2 separate regions of the Gossypium hirsutum genome follow, and region 2 is linked to region 1. A link is a contact called in public Hi-C data. All regions are on one chromosome and are shown on one strand. Each heading gives the region's core, a stretch centred on a gene start, on an enhancer-like site or on the middle of the called end of the contact. The rest is flanking DNA. Distances are from core to core; before and after follow the strand shown.

Evidence for each region. Hi-C and Micro-C count contacts between places; a contact is called where the count stands out from the background.
Region 2: a Hi-C map of leaf shows a contact between it and region 1, with 2.1 times the contacts expected there. The contact joins the promoter of LOC107899223 here to the promoter of LOC107899228 in region 1. A contact is called at or near these places in 3 of 34 Hi-C or Micro-C datasets (callus and leaf).

Annotation. Positions count from the first base shown.
Region 1 is chrD04:36,127,111-36,133,988 of Gossypium_hirsutum_v2.1, forward strand. LOC107899228 (protein BIC1) reads right to left here and starts at 2,274. Exons shown (of 1, transcript XM_016824880.2): 1 at 1,567-2,274. The coding sequence starts at 2,119. The coding sequence ends at 1,685.
Region 2 is chrD04:36,407,772-36,413,935 of Gossypium_hirsutum_v2.1, forward strand. LOC107899223 (CAAX prenyl protease 2) reads left to right here and starts at 3,989. Exons shown (of 8, transcript XM_041091343.1): 1 at 3,989-4,370; 2 at 4,687-4,746; 3 at 4,864-5,076; 4 at 5,372-5,483; 5 at 5,870-5,941. The coding sequence starts at 4,161.

The DNA of each region.
Region 1 (6,878 bases), core at 1,024-3,523:
ATGTCGAGATCAAATGAATGTTGTTGTTGTCAGTAGTTTGTGTCCAGATACTGGAGGGGGAATGTTAGACTAACTGTATTAGTTAGGGTCTGTTAGACTCTATTAAAGTATTGTTTGTAAATCAGTTGAGAGTTCTAATGTTATATAATGTATGACTGCTATAGTGTATAGTTAACTTTGATGAATAGATTCATTCTTTCATGAGTTTGTAATACATGCCACAAAAGCTATAATGTTCTGTCAGTTTTTCCTTAAGTTACAATTGATGTTTGTTAGCAATTATAACTCCCACTAACAAGATGATTGTTTTAAGTTTCGGCAAAATTGAACGAATGATGTGCATATCAAAAGTTTTTGCCAGGATACCTTTATACTTTTTAGGTTATGAAGATGGCTACGTTGCAGATTGGTTTAATTTGTGGTTCTAGTAGTGATGAATGGAGCTTCATATAAATTGCTATTGATGAAGGCGGCTCATGCCAAGGTCGTAAATTCAGTACAATGATGCTCTGGGGTAAGATTCCCTCTCATGGAAATTAACAAGGATTATATTCTTTATTGTAGGTAATGCGTGAGGGTTTGATTTTTTATTTTTATTTTTTAAAATTCAGTACATGTGCATAAAAGTAGAAATGAATATAAATCACAAGTATAGATAATTTCTTTATGCATGGTTGAATACTTTAGTGTGGTGGTTGGCTCAGTTAGTGGGCACTTTTTTGTCATCTTATGAAATGTTCTAATAATTGCCTTTGAATGATAGCAAAACCATCCAGAAAATAATCAAAATAAAATGCAACTTGTTAGTAAATGTCCATTTCTTTAGCTTTACTAGTCTGACTGTTAGACGGTATTTTCCATCACTTAGGCCAAGCATGTTGAACCAGCAGCCCACCTACAATATTGTTTTGTTAGAATTTTCCTATTTCGAACTCCCTTGGCCTTTTGCTAAGGTTATTCATCCATAAAACCCTCTTAGATTCCAACCTTCGATCGAAGCATTGATAGTAAAAAAGGATTTTCCTATTTCACCGTTTCTTTTTCCTTTTATTTACGGCATCACCTTGTCGATTACACCAGCGAGCTGATTCAAGGTAGACACTGACTGCTTTGGCCGATACGGGACATGAATTTTAGTAACAAATTGGCCAATGCAGAAAAAGAAAAGAAAAGAAAAGCACGAGCAACTGCTGTATAGAAAAAAGTAGTATAGTTCTTAATTTGTCATCTTCAGAAAATCCCCCAATGATTTGCACCACTGAACCAGGTCAGCCGTGTTGGAGGGTTGGGCTAAGTTTCTCCCCCACAATGTGCTCTTGGTGATAACCATGATTTTGACTAACCTCACATACTGCATCTTCTATCCTGAATGAGCTGGTAAAGATTAGATTATAAAATCGAAATCATATCTTTAATTAGTCGGTGAAGTGACATCCATTAGATTCCATAGTTTATTATTCTTTTTCCTGTTTGTATGTCATAACATAACTAAATCAAATTTCATTTATCATAAAAAAATATAAAATATAAAAGTAGCAACATAATAACTCTGGCAAATCTCATACGTAAAGCAGAAAATGAAATCAAACCATCCATTATTAAAATGTATCCTTTTTTTTTATCTCAATCTTGATTAACTAAAACACACGAAAGGAAATAATACTATATAATAATAATAATAATTTTAACACCTGTTTTCTATTCTAAATCCGCCAGAATTGGCTCTTCTTCCTTCCTCAACCAAAGCAGCACGAGCTGACATGATCCCATGAGGCACCAAAGAATCATTAAATGCAGAACAATCAATCCAATCCTTCAAAAGCTCTTCTTGACCCCATATGTCAGGAATCCAAACATTGCCCGCCACTTCAATCCTATGCCTCTTCAGTTTCTCCCGTCCATTGTCTTCTTCAGATTCATCCGCCCTCATTGCTTCTTCTTCTTTAACCTCATGATCCGCTCCTACTTCCGGAGCCGGTGAAGACCCACGACACTTCACATGACATGTTTCCATCCCAGAGCTTGTTCCATCGCGGTCGGGCTGCTGAGTTTCGTTGGGTTGTTCTGGCGGCTGGTGGGGTGTCGTGTTTTTCATGTCTTGAGGATGTAGTACGTTCATAAAATGGAAGGGAAAGGGTTTAGGCGGATGGGTGAGGGTTGAAAGAGAAGATAGAAAGATTAGATTTTAGAGAGGGGGGAAGGGGGGTTTAGTTGATATGTGGGAATAAAAGCAAAGAGAGAATGGGTGGGGAGTTGGTTTACACGTCATCTCTCTGTCAAAGACTTTACATGTGTTGTCTTGTTTTTGTATGGCAACTAAGAATCTTACGTGTCTTCTTCCGAAGGTAGGTTAAATTTAAGTAGTACTGCATTTTGTGTGGTTTACTTCCATGTTCCTTCATCTTCCAGAACTCGCTCTGGAGTATTTAGAATCTTGGTTACTCACACTTGTTTTATTGGTCAAATTTTGTTATTAGGGCTTAAACTTAGTATAAGCAGTAGATTTAGCATTTGTGCTTTAATTTTGTTATTTTTAATTCTTGTACTTTTAGAAATTTGAATATTTTAGTTCTATTATTTTCATAATTTGATACATCAAACATATTATCGTATGGCTAATGTTATGACAATTTGTTATTTTTATATATTATTTATAAAAAGAATTGGTTAATAGATTTAACAATTGTCGTTTGCATTCAGACTGATATATCGAAATTAAAAAAATATAACTACTACAAATGATCTAGTTGAAGAACATAGACTAAATCTATAACTTTAGGCATAATATAGGACTAGTAGCATAAGTTAACCAAACAAATTTAACTGCTACAAATTGGTCAGGACTAAAATTTTAAATTTCAAAAAGTATACGGACACAACTTACACAAAATAAATGACCTAATAACATAATTTGACTTATTTTATTTTAAAATTTTTATAAGTTTAGAATTTAAATATTAATTTTATATATTTAGGATACAATTTTCATTTTAAAGACAACTTTAAAAACTAAACTTAGTTCTTTTAATTTATTATTTAATAATTTTAAAAATCAAATTTTAGTATGGAAAAAGAGGAAAGTGAAATCTCGGCATATGATTCCCTCGATGGATTTTTTCGGGAGGGATTGTGAGGTTCATGTTGAGTTCTATTTTTATTTATTTTTGGATAGACATAGGAATAAATAAATAAAAGAAAACCATGATTTCTTTGAATAATATATTAGCCAATCGGGTAGTTGGTTTTGAATAATATATTAGCCAATCGGGTAGTTGGTTTTCATTTGAGGAAACAGAATAAAATAAATTCACAAAAAAATATTCTTTGAATGAGATATAGACAAATGTTTAGAGATATTTTTTCTTTGTTCTTGATGTACACTAACAACTATTCTCTCCCCTCTCCTTCTGTTTGTGTTCATTTGTTGGTGTATTGCGAAATTAACTAAAAATTTAACTAAGATAAGTGTATTTATCAACTAATAGTATAACTAGGTGAATAAAGATATCGTCCTCACAAAAACTAAAAATACTAGTAATAACTATCTTTCTATTATTTAACTGAATAATTCGAGTGATTGGTTAAAATGAAAATTAACTAAATTAATTAACTAAGGAACACGATAAAAAATAAATCAGGAAAATAATTGATTAATAATCAATAAGCAAAACAATACCCAGGAAAGAATCCGCCTAGATTTCCTCTGTCACTATCAATCTAAATTACGCAATTTCTTTACTTAGTATATTGATCCGTAGAAATTCTCTAAATTATGCTAATATCTCTTTCGAGTATAAGAGCAATTGACTATGTTGATTTGTAACACCCTTAACCCATATTCGTCGTCGGAACAAGGTTACGGAGCATTACCAGAGTTTACACATTAAATATAATCAAATTGTATCATTTATTATTCATATTCGAAATCTAACCTATTCAATCATAATGTCCCTTATATGGACCCTCGAGACCCAATTTATGCATTAGAAACAAGTCGAGATTAAATCAAGAACTCGGGGAATTTTTCGCGAAATTTTAAAATTATTTCTTAGGTGTAGGGGACACATGCCCGTGTGGCTAGACCGTGTGGCTCACATGGCCAAGTGACACGCTCGTGTCCCAGGCTGTGTGGGCATTCGATGTGAGGCACACGACCATGTCCCAACCCGTGTCCATACTCGTGTAACTCTCTGACTTGGGTCACACAGCCAGCTACACGCCCGTGTGCTAAGCCATGTGGACAATTTAATTTTCGAAAATTAGGTGCAGGGGATATATGGCCAAACCACATGCCCATGCGCATGGCCATGTGTCATACACAGCTGAGACACATGCCTGTGTCTCTGCCCGTGTGGATGAAAAATAGGCCATTTTTAGGCCACTTTTCTCACCGAATTTTCCATTCACCTACAACATCATCCAAACACATTCACAAGCCAATTCATAACCCTCAAATCAATGCCAATACCAAGTTTTATGCATGACATATTATCTTATATGTGCAAGTGTTTAAACTTACCAAAAACACATTTATGCTTATAAGCTTACTTTATCAATTATGCTAATTCAAAACCATTCATCAATAGGTTAGTATCCTTCCCATCATCTCACCACTTTATCACACATCAAACCTGATAAGGCTTTATATAATTACATCAATATATGCCTTACACTAGCCATTCCAATGGCTAGTTACAACCAAAATATTTCATCATTATACCTAACTTAGCTTATACATGCCATTATACCAAAAGTTAGCTTGCTTTATATACCGAGAAGTCCGAGGGATAGTGTGATGTGTCTCCGACCAAGTTCCAACCTTCACGAGCTTCCGAGTACTATAAAACAGAGAAATTAAAACAAAGTAAGCATTTAATGCTTAGTAAGTTCGTATAATTGGAAATTTAACTTACCATTCATTTCCATTAAAGTAAACATACAAAATGCATCCAAGAATTTTACTAATGGCCTAAACAACCAATTTCATCAAACATGTTAGTCATTGTAATTCACACAATTGTCAAGAAACATGAATGAGCTCATCATATAATAAGTTTTATATTCATATATTTTTCTTATCATATTTCCATACAACATGTACATTTTCATAACAAATCATCTCAAGTTCAGTTTGGCACATGTCGAAACTTTTCCCATTGAATTTATTTGAAATATTTATGGACACACATGTAGTACACTTAAAGTGTACAAAAACTGTAATCCGTCAATTCTTCAGGGATACTCATTAGAGTACATAATCAAGAAGCACTCTCTCAAGCTATATAACAGGAAACTCATGTGAGCCATGTAACAAGAAGTTTATCCGGGCTATGACAGGAAACTCATAAGAGTTTGAAACAGAAAGCTCATGTGAGCTTAACAGGTAACTCCGAAGAGCTATTATCAGGAAGCTCACAAAGAGCCTATATCAGGACGCTCATAAAGAGCTGCGGTATGTCCGCAATATATGCAGGATCAATACCGGTCATATAGCAGGACGCTCACAAAGAGCTACAGTATATCCGCAACATATGTAGGACAAATACCGATCGAGATGCTCGCAGGAACCATGTAACAGGATGCTCTTTCAAGCTATGGTGTGTCCGCAACATATGCAAGACCACAACTAATACGAATATCCTGTATCCATCGAATTTCATTTATTCAAATGAGACTTATTACTTATCAAGCATTATTGAACATGTGATCAATTTCATATTTTCATAACATTTATTCAATTCACATATACACAACATTCAATTCAAACATATAAATATACACAAATTAGTTACACAAACGTACCTCGTCATTTGCTCGTATATGATTTTCTACTAATCCGACACTTTTTATTTTCCTCGATCTAACTCCTTATTTGATATTTCCGGATCTATATAAATGAATTTAACATCAATTTAACAATTTCATATTCAATTCAATCCAATTTACATCTTAGGAAAAAGTATCATTTTACCCCTATACTTTTGATTAATTCCAATTTCATCTCTAGGCTCGGAAAATGAAATTCATGCAATTTAATTCTTATTCCAAGCCTAGCCGAATTTTTCATATAACAATAAAAGTCCATGTATTTTAAAAAAAATAAAAAATTTTCCATCTTTTCAGTTTAGTCCCTAAATCACAATTTCATGAAAATTTCCTTTACAAAAGTTGTTTATCTATCAACAACCTTTCTTTTTCTACCATAAAATTTCAAAATTTTAGCATACTCATCCATGGAAAAATTTTAATACTATGATAACTTTACAAATTGATCCCTAAAATAGATAGATTAGGTTATTACGATATCAAAAATATAAAAATTACTAAAAATAAGACATGATTACTTAACCAATTAAGCTTGCTTAAAGTTATTTCTCGGTTTCCATAGAAATTTGGGGAAGATGATGAAAATAAAATAATTTTTTTCATTTAATTAACCTATCATCTTTTTAATTTTCCAACTTTCCAATTTCATCATTTTCTTTAATTAATTTTCCATGGATGAATCATCATAAATATCTACTAACTTTTATTAATGGTCTTTTTGCCTGATAAGGATCTCAAGTTTTGAATTCTATAGCTATTTAATCCCTTTAGCTACTAGAACTCAACTTTTATATTTTATGCAATTTGGTCCTTTCCTCCTAATTAAACATGAAATCGGTAAAATTTCATTGATGAAATTTTCATACATTATTTCTATCATAATGCAGACCATGCAATAATATTAAAATAAATTTTCTTTCCAACTTGAATTTGTAGTCCCGAAACCATCATCTCGATTTTAATGAAAACAGGTTGTTACATGATTAATTGAAATTTCTTTCTAATTAAAACTCCTATTGTCACATTAACTCGTACTATGGATTCCCCTATTA
Region 2 (6,164 bases), core at 2,739-5,238, 280 kb after region 1:
TAAGCAATAATGGCGTTTTTTATTTTTCCCCAAATTTCCCCCCTAAAACCCCTAACTTTGCAAACAAAATGAAAAAAAGAAGAGGAAAATGGAGGCACCAAAGATGATTCAGCATAAAATTGGAGGAGTCCAGAACGACGCGCTGTGATTCGTTCTCCACGGCGTTAAGAGCAACCTCGTCGGATCTCACCCTCTCCAATCTACTTACGAATCAGCAATCCCTACTACCGTTTGTTTCCCTGGAAAATATACGAGACTTAATATTATTATTTTGTTTGTTTATTTGTGTGTGTGTTTCATATTGTTGTGTTCATTACTCAGATCTCAAACGCACGCTTGAGCATAGTTCATTGACCGCATTATATTTTTGAAAAAAAAAGTGGTTTAGAGTTTTTGTTGCCAGATGGTTCTTATGATTCTTATAAACTCGACAAAATGATTCTTTTTTAAATTCCTTAAATTACCTATCTCGCTGATGTGATTGTGGCTCTTTTATCTCGGTAGGGTTGACAACAGTTCTCCTCTCTGTTCGGTAACAGAGAAGCTCAAATTCTCGTACTGGGCCTTGACAATGTTGGCAAAACTACTATTCTCTGTAACCTTTTTATTATTAAAAAGAATCAAATAAATTCAAAACGTAATAGAGTTTACATTTATTGTATACAAAATATCTTGAATTTTTTTTTCCAATTGTAGTTTAATTCCAAACAAAAGATTTCATTTACAAAATCATAAAAAATTTAAAAAATATTAACTCTGTTAAACGATAAATGATACTTTTTAAACAACAAATGTTAACTCTACTCAAATTTGGTCTTTTTTAATTTTTTGTAATAGTACATAGACTAAATATATTTGTCTAATAGTAGAAAGACTAATTTGATCAGATTCCTATAATAAAGGGACCTCTTAAGTACATTCACCTATTTATAAGTTAAGCAGATACAAAAATTATCGAAATAGTAACTTAATCTAACGATAAGAAAATTATATTTGAATTTCGTAACATACAAGTTAATTTTTAACATAAATGCTCGCACTGTGCTAGTGTCAGGGGTCGCAAATCTAAGCCCGTGACAAATACGCACAGAATGTCCCATGAAGGTCAATTGATTAAATGGGGCTTATTGGACTCACTTGTACTGGCCCGATTCGTGTAACAAATGGAGAAACCCATCTACTTGAAGCATTGGTGGCCTAATGAAATACTCTAGTAAAACTAGAGTTACCAATGTAATTATTGTAAATCCTAAAGGATAAGAATGTATAGAGTTTAAATACCTAAGGACTCTCATATTGTAAATAGGCATTGATCGCACCCTGACGTGTGTGCGCCGAGACTATGAATCAACACAAATACAATCAATAATCTAGTAGTGTACTACAAGTGTGACAAGTCAGTTTTAATATTTATAGTGTTACAATGGAACATCTCGAGTATTCCAATGATTGATCCTAAGAGAGTTCGGGGACAAAGTGATTAATGTGGAGCAAGCATGCAAGTAGGAAGTCTACATAATTACTCACTAAGTATTATATTACGACAAATTATAATCAATGGGTAATTACACTAATTAACTATCTAACGCTAAGGACTAAATTGTAAAATAGTGAAAAATACACAATAACAATTCAATGAACACAAGTGGTTGGTTGACTTCCATGTTGTTGATTAGTGTTTGGATTAGGGAACTAAAAATTTTAAACTTCTAATTGGTTCAATTTTACCTCTCGGTCACCATTTTATCATATTAGAAGATTTGGTCTGGTTTATCTCTCGACCTCACCGAACTAACTTCGAACTACCTAATTGGTTCTCAATAAGCTCTCCTCTTGGTATCATCTACCTAAATATTCACCTAGAGTCGTCAATTCTAAGTTTTGAATTTTATTTGATTTAGTCCAATTTTTCATCCTAACTCGATTTGAAGTTTTTTCGAATTGAGTCGAGTGAAATGAAATTCAAGTCGAGTCAAATCAAGTAAAATTTCTATAATTAAATTTAAAAAAATTAAACATGTCAAATTAAAATCCTGTTAATGTATAACTACATCCATGAGCATATAAATTTGAAACCACATATATTTGAAAAAGTTTTCAAAGCAAAATAAGAAAATATGATAAACTTGAATCATTAATTAACTTATTTTGGTCCCCAAAATTATTATTTTAAAATTTTAACTTTCTTTATATATTCTTTAGATTTTTTAAAAAAAAAATTTAAAATTTTTTAAAAATATAAATTTTGAAATTTTTATAAATATTTTAAAATTATTTTGATTTTTTTGTTGAGAGAAAGACTAAATTGCTCATTTTCAAAATTGATAGAACCAAAGGACTATTTACACCAATCTGTTATTCGAATTATTCGAGTTATTTAAATTGTAAATTCAATTCGACTCAAAATTAAAATTAAAATTACTTATTCAAGTTGACTCAAAAAAATCAAAAAAATCAATCTAATTAACTCGACATTTGATTTTTTTTCTAATTTTTTTGAATTAAATTGAGTTTTATTCACCCCTAATCTTAATTATGCATCCATTTGGGTTTTGGAGGCTCCTCAAACAAGGACCTTGGATTGACTAAATCTTGTCTATTCATATTATTAATATTATCTGGAACACATACCCGATTAGGGATTGCCACTTCAACGTACAAACCTTTGGTCAACATCGATCAACACCAATCAAAGTCACATGGTATATTTTTATAATTTTTTATTACATTTTTATTATTTAATTTATTTTTATAATTTTTATTTATTTTTTAGAATCTATTTTTATTTTTATTACATATGGATGCCACATGGCACTTTCTTATTGGATTGAAGTGCCACGTGGCACATTCTAATTGAGTTGTGTCACGCGACACTTTGTAAAATTTTTTTAAATAATTAGAACCAAATTGATAGAATGTGTAAACATTTGGGGTTAAATTTGTTGATTTTTTTTAATAATTAGGACCAAAATTAATAGAATGTGTAAAATGTTAAGAACTAAATTTATTATCATACCAATCAAAAGTTTGTCATTCATCATTCAGTCTAGTAACTAGCGCATTTTAACAGTAGAGTGACTAAAATAGGAAATTAACTTAATGAGAGTGACTAAATTAACAAAAAAAATTGAGTGACTGAAATAAGAACACGCTAAAACTTGGGTGACTATATGAGAATTTACCCAAAAAATTATCATGGCAGCTAAAGATGAGCGTTCATTCGGATCAAGTGAAAATTTTAAGTTAATCGAGTTATCAAGTTGACGAGTCTCATTTTATCATCTTAACTCGATTTGAATTTTTTCCTAATCGAGTCGAGTAAAATGAAATTCGAGTCAAGTCAAATCGAATTGAGTGAAATTGTTCAAGTTAAATTAAAAAAAATTAAACATGTCAAATTAAAATCTTGTTACAATATAACTAATTCCATGTTAGAGCATATAAATTTGAAATTATATATATTTGAAAACCCTTTCAATGCAATAAGTGAAAAAAAATATTTTAATATGATAAATTTAAATTATCAATTTACTTATTTAGGTCCCAGAATTATTATCTTAGAAATGTTTTTAAAATTTTTAATTTTTTATATACTTTAGAATTTTTAATATTTTTAATATTTATAATTTTTTAAAAATATAAATTTTAGAATTTGTATAATTTTTTTGAATTTTAAAAATTATTTTAATTTTTATTGAGAGAGAGATAAATTTTCTTATTTTCAAAATTAGAAGGAACCAGCAAGACTTTTATATTAATGTGTTATTTGAATTATTCAAATTATTGAGTTATTTAAATTTTAAAATTTAACACGACTCAAACTTGAAATTTAAACAACTTTTTGAAGTTAATTAAAAACTGAATAATTCCATTTGATTAAGTAAAAATTAAAAAAAATCATTTTTTTTGGGGAATGGTTTCGCCTGGGAGCTGACTGGAAATGAAGTGTTAATGAGGGGTTTTTTTCGGCCCAAATTTAATTGGAGGCTTTGAAGTGACCCAAAAACCCTCAAACAAGAACCGCCCCAAGTCAAAACCCGAAACCCCTTCTCACTGAAAGGGTATCAAACGGAGAAGATATTGAACCGGAACCGGCTTTTCTTTCCCACCTTCTCTTCCTCTCTCCGGCGATCCTGGCTGCCGCCTCTCCGAATCCAGACATGGAAGAGAGCGAAGGTAGGTTATCGAAGCCAGTAGCGGTGATTGCTTGCATCGCTATGACACTGTTTTATGTTGCGATTCTTTATGCTCCTACTCTGATCCTCCGCCTCCCGCCTCCCCAATCCTACGAGAATTTCATGATCCGACGGTTCATTTGCGCCGCCGTTTGCTCCGTCGCGTCCGTTATTTTCTGCGCTCTCGTCCTTCCGGTATACCTCTTTCCTTTGTCTCTCATTTTTATTTCACTCATTTATTATTATATAATTATGAACGAAGTTGAGATTTCTGTCATTCTGTGAAGTAAGTGGAAACTTTATTCGTTGAGCTAAAAAGTGAACTCATATATAATTAGAGATGAGCGAACGATTGAATTGTTAACATGCATTGAACTAAAGCCATTTAACATTTTCATGTGAAAGTAAAATCATCCATTTTGCGTTTTACAAAAGTGTTATTATTTTTTTTTATATCCAAAACACGTTTGTTCCTTTTTTTATTATTCTAACAATGTTCGATTATGCGTAGATAACAAGTGGGGAGGCATCTTACTCGTTTGGGGTTTATGGCATTCGATCGGACCATTTTGTAAGAATCATACTTATGGAGTATATTTCCTACATTGTTGTTATGGATTTATTATTTATGTTTATGATATGCTGGTTCAAAATCAGTTCTTGAAATGCAATTTTATGTGTGAAACAGTGGCAAGCAATGGTCTTTCCTCTTTTCTTGACTTCTCTTATGTATGCTGGATCTTTGATGCTCAAGTCCATGTTATTGGTAAATAAGTGGAAGGAGCATAGACATCAAGAGGGAGAACCACTGTTAGGTTGTATAAAAAGTACCCTTCTTAGCCTCCCGGGCCAGATGTCTTCAGTAGCTTCCAATGTTTTATTCTGGAGGAATTTTATTGTGGTTAGTATGCTTACCACTTAAATTTCTTCATCTTTTGGGTGAATGCAAATAATTGTAAGGTCTGTAAGTAGGGTGTGTTTGCAATATTTTATTGTTGAAAAGGTTGCATTGTGCTTGCTTATTCTAGAAAGTAGTCTTCCAAATGGATTGAATATTGTGTTACATGTCCTGCTTATTGTTCAATGTTTAACAATCCTTCTTAGGAGAATAGCAATAATTGAAAATTAGAAGGAAGTTTTCGAAATTGTTCCCTGTTTCTTCAGTCTTCTGTCCTTAATAGTACTTTAATGAACAGGCACCAGTAACGGAGGAGTTGGTGTTTAGAGCATGTATGATTCCATTACTTCTTTGTGGGGGATTTAAAGCATACAATGCCATTTTTCTCTGCCCTACTTTCTTCAGTTTAGGTGAGTCCTTTTTTTGTTAAACACAGTTTGATCATTCATGAGAGGATTTATTATCTTTTTCCTTTGGGTGTTAAGTATTTGTAATAGCTTAGACATGCTTTCATTGCCTATATACTGGTATGTATCGGTGCAACAATCTGTTTTTTTAACTTTTACCACAGTATAAAGAAGTTAAAAAGGATAAGGTTGGCACGAAATGATCCATTTTTAAAATGTTATTATCCAACTTTGCATGTTCTTGTTCATATTTGCAGATGTTGCTCAATTATATGTGCTTGTGCATTTATTGCATTTGTTAACCATAATGCTTTCTATTTCTGCCACATTGCATATTGAGTTGAATGGCATATAAACTGTTTCAACTCTGTTTTGTCAATGTCTTGCAGCACATTTGAACCATATGATGGAGATCTACAGCCGACATAACTATAGCTTGCTTAAAGCCTCCTTGGTTGTAGGTACAAACTAGATTTTCCTGCTTGAATGTGATGGTTGGAATGTTATTTTAAGAGGAAAGACAATATATATTTATATAATATAAGTGTAGAGTGGGTTGATTGCTTTTGTCTTTTAGGTAGAAACTTTGGTTGGCTTTGAAGCTTTTGACACCTTGTTTTAGGAACAAGAATGTTGTTTTATGTCTTTTAGATGCTAATACATTGTTGCTTCTTGTGATGTGTT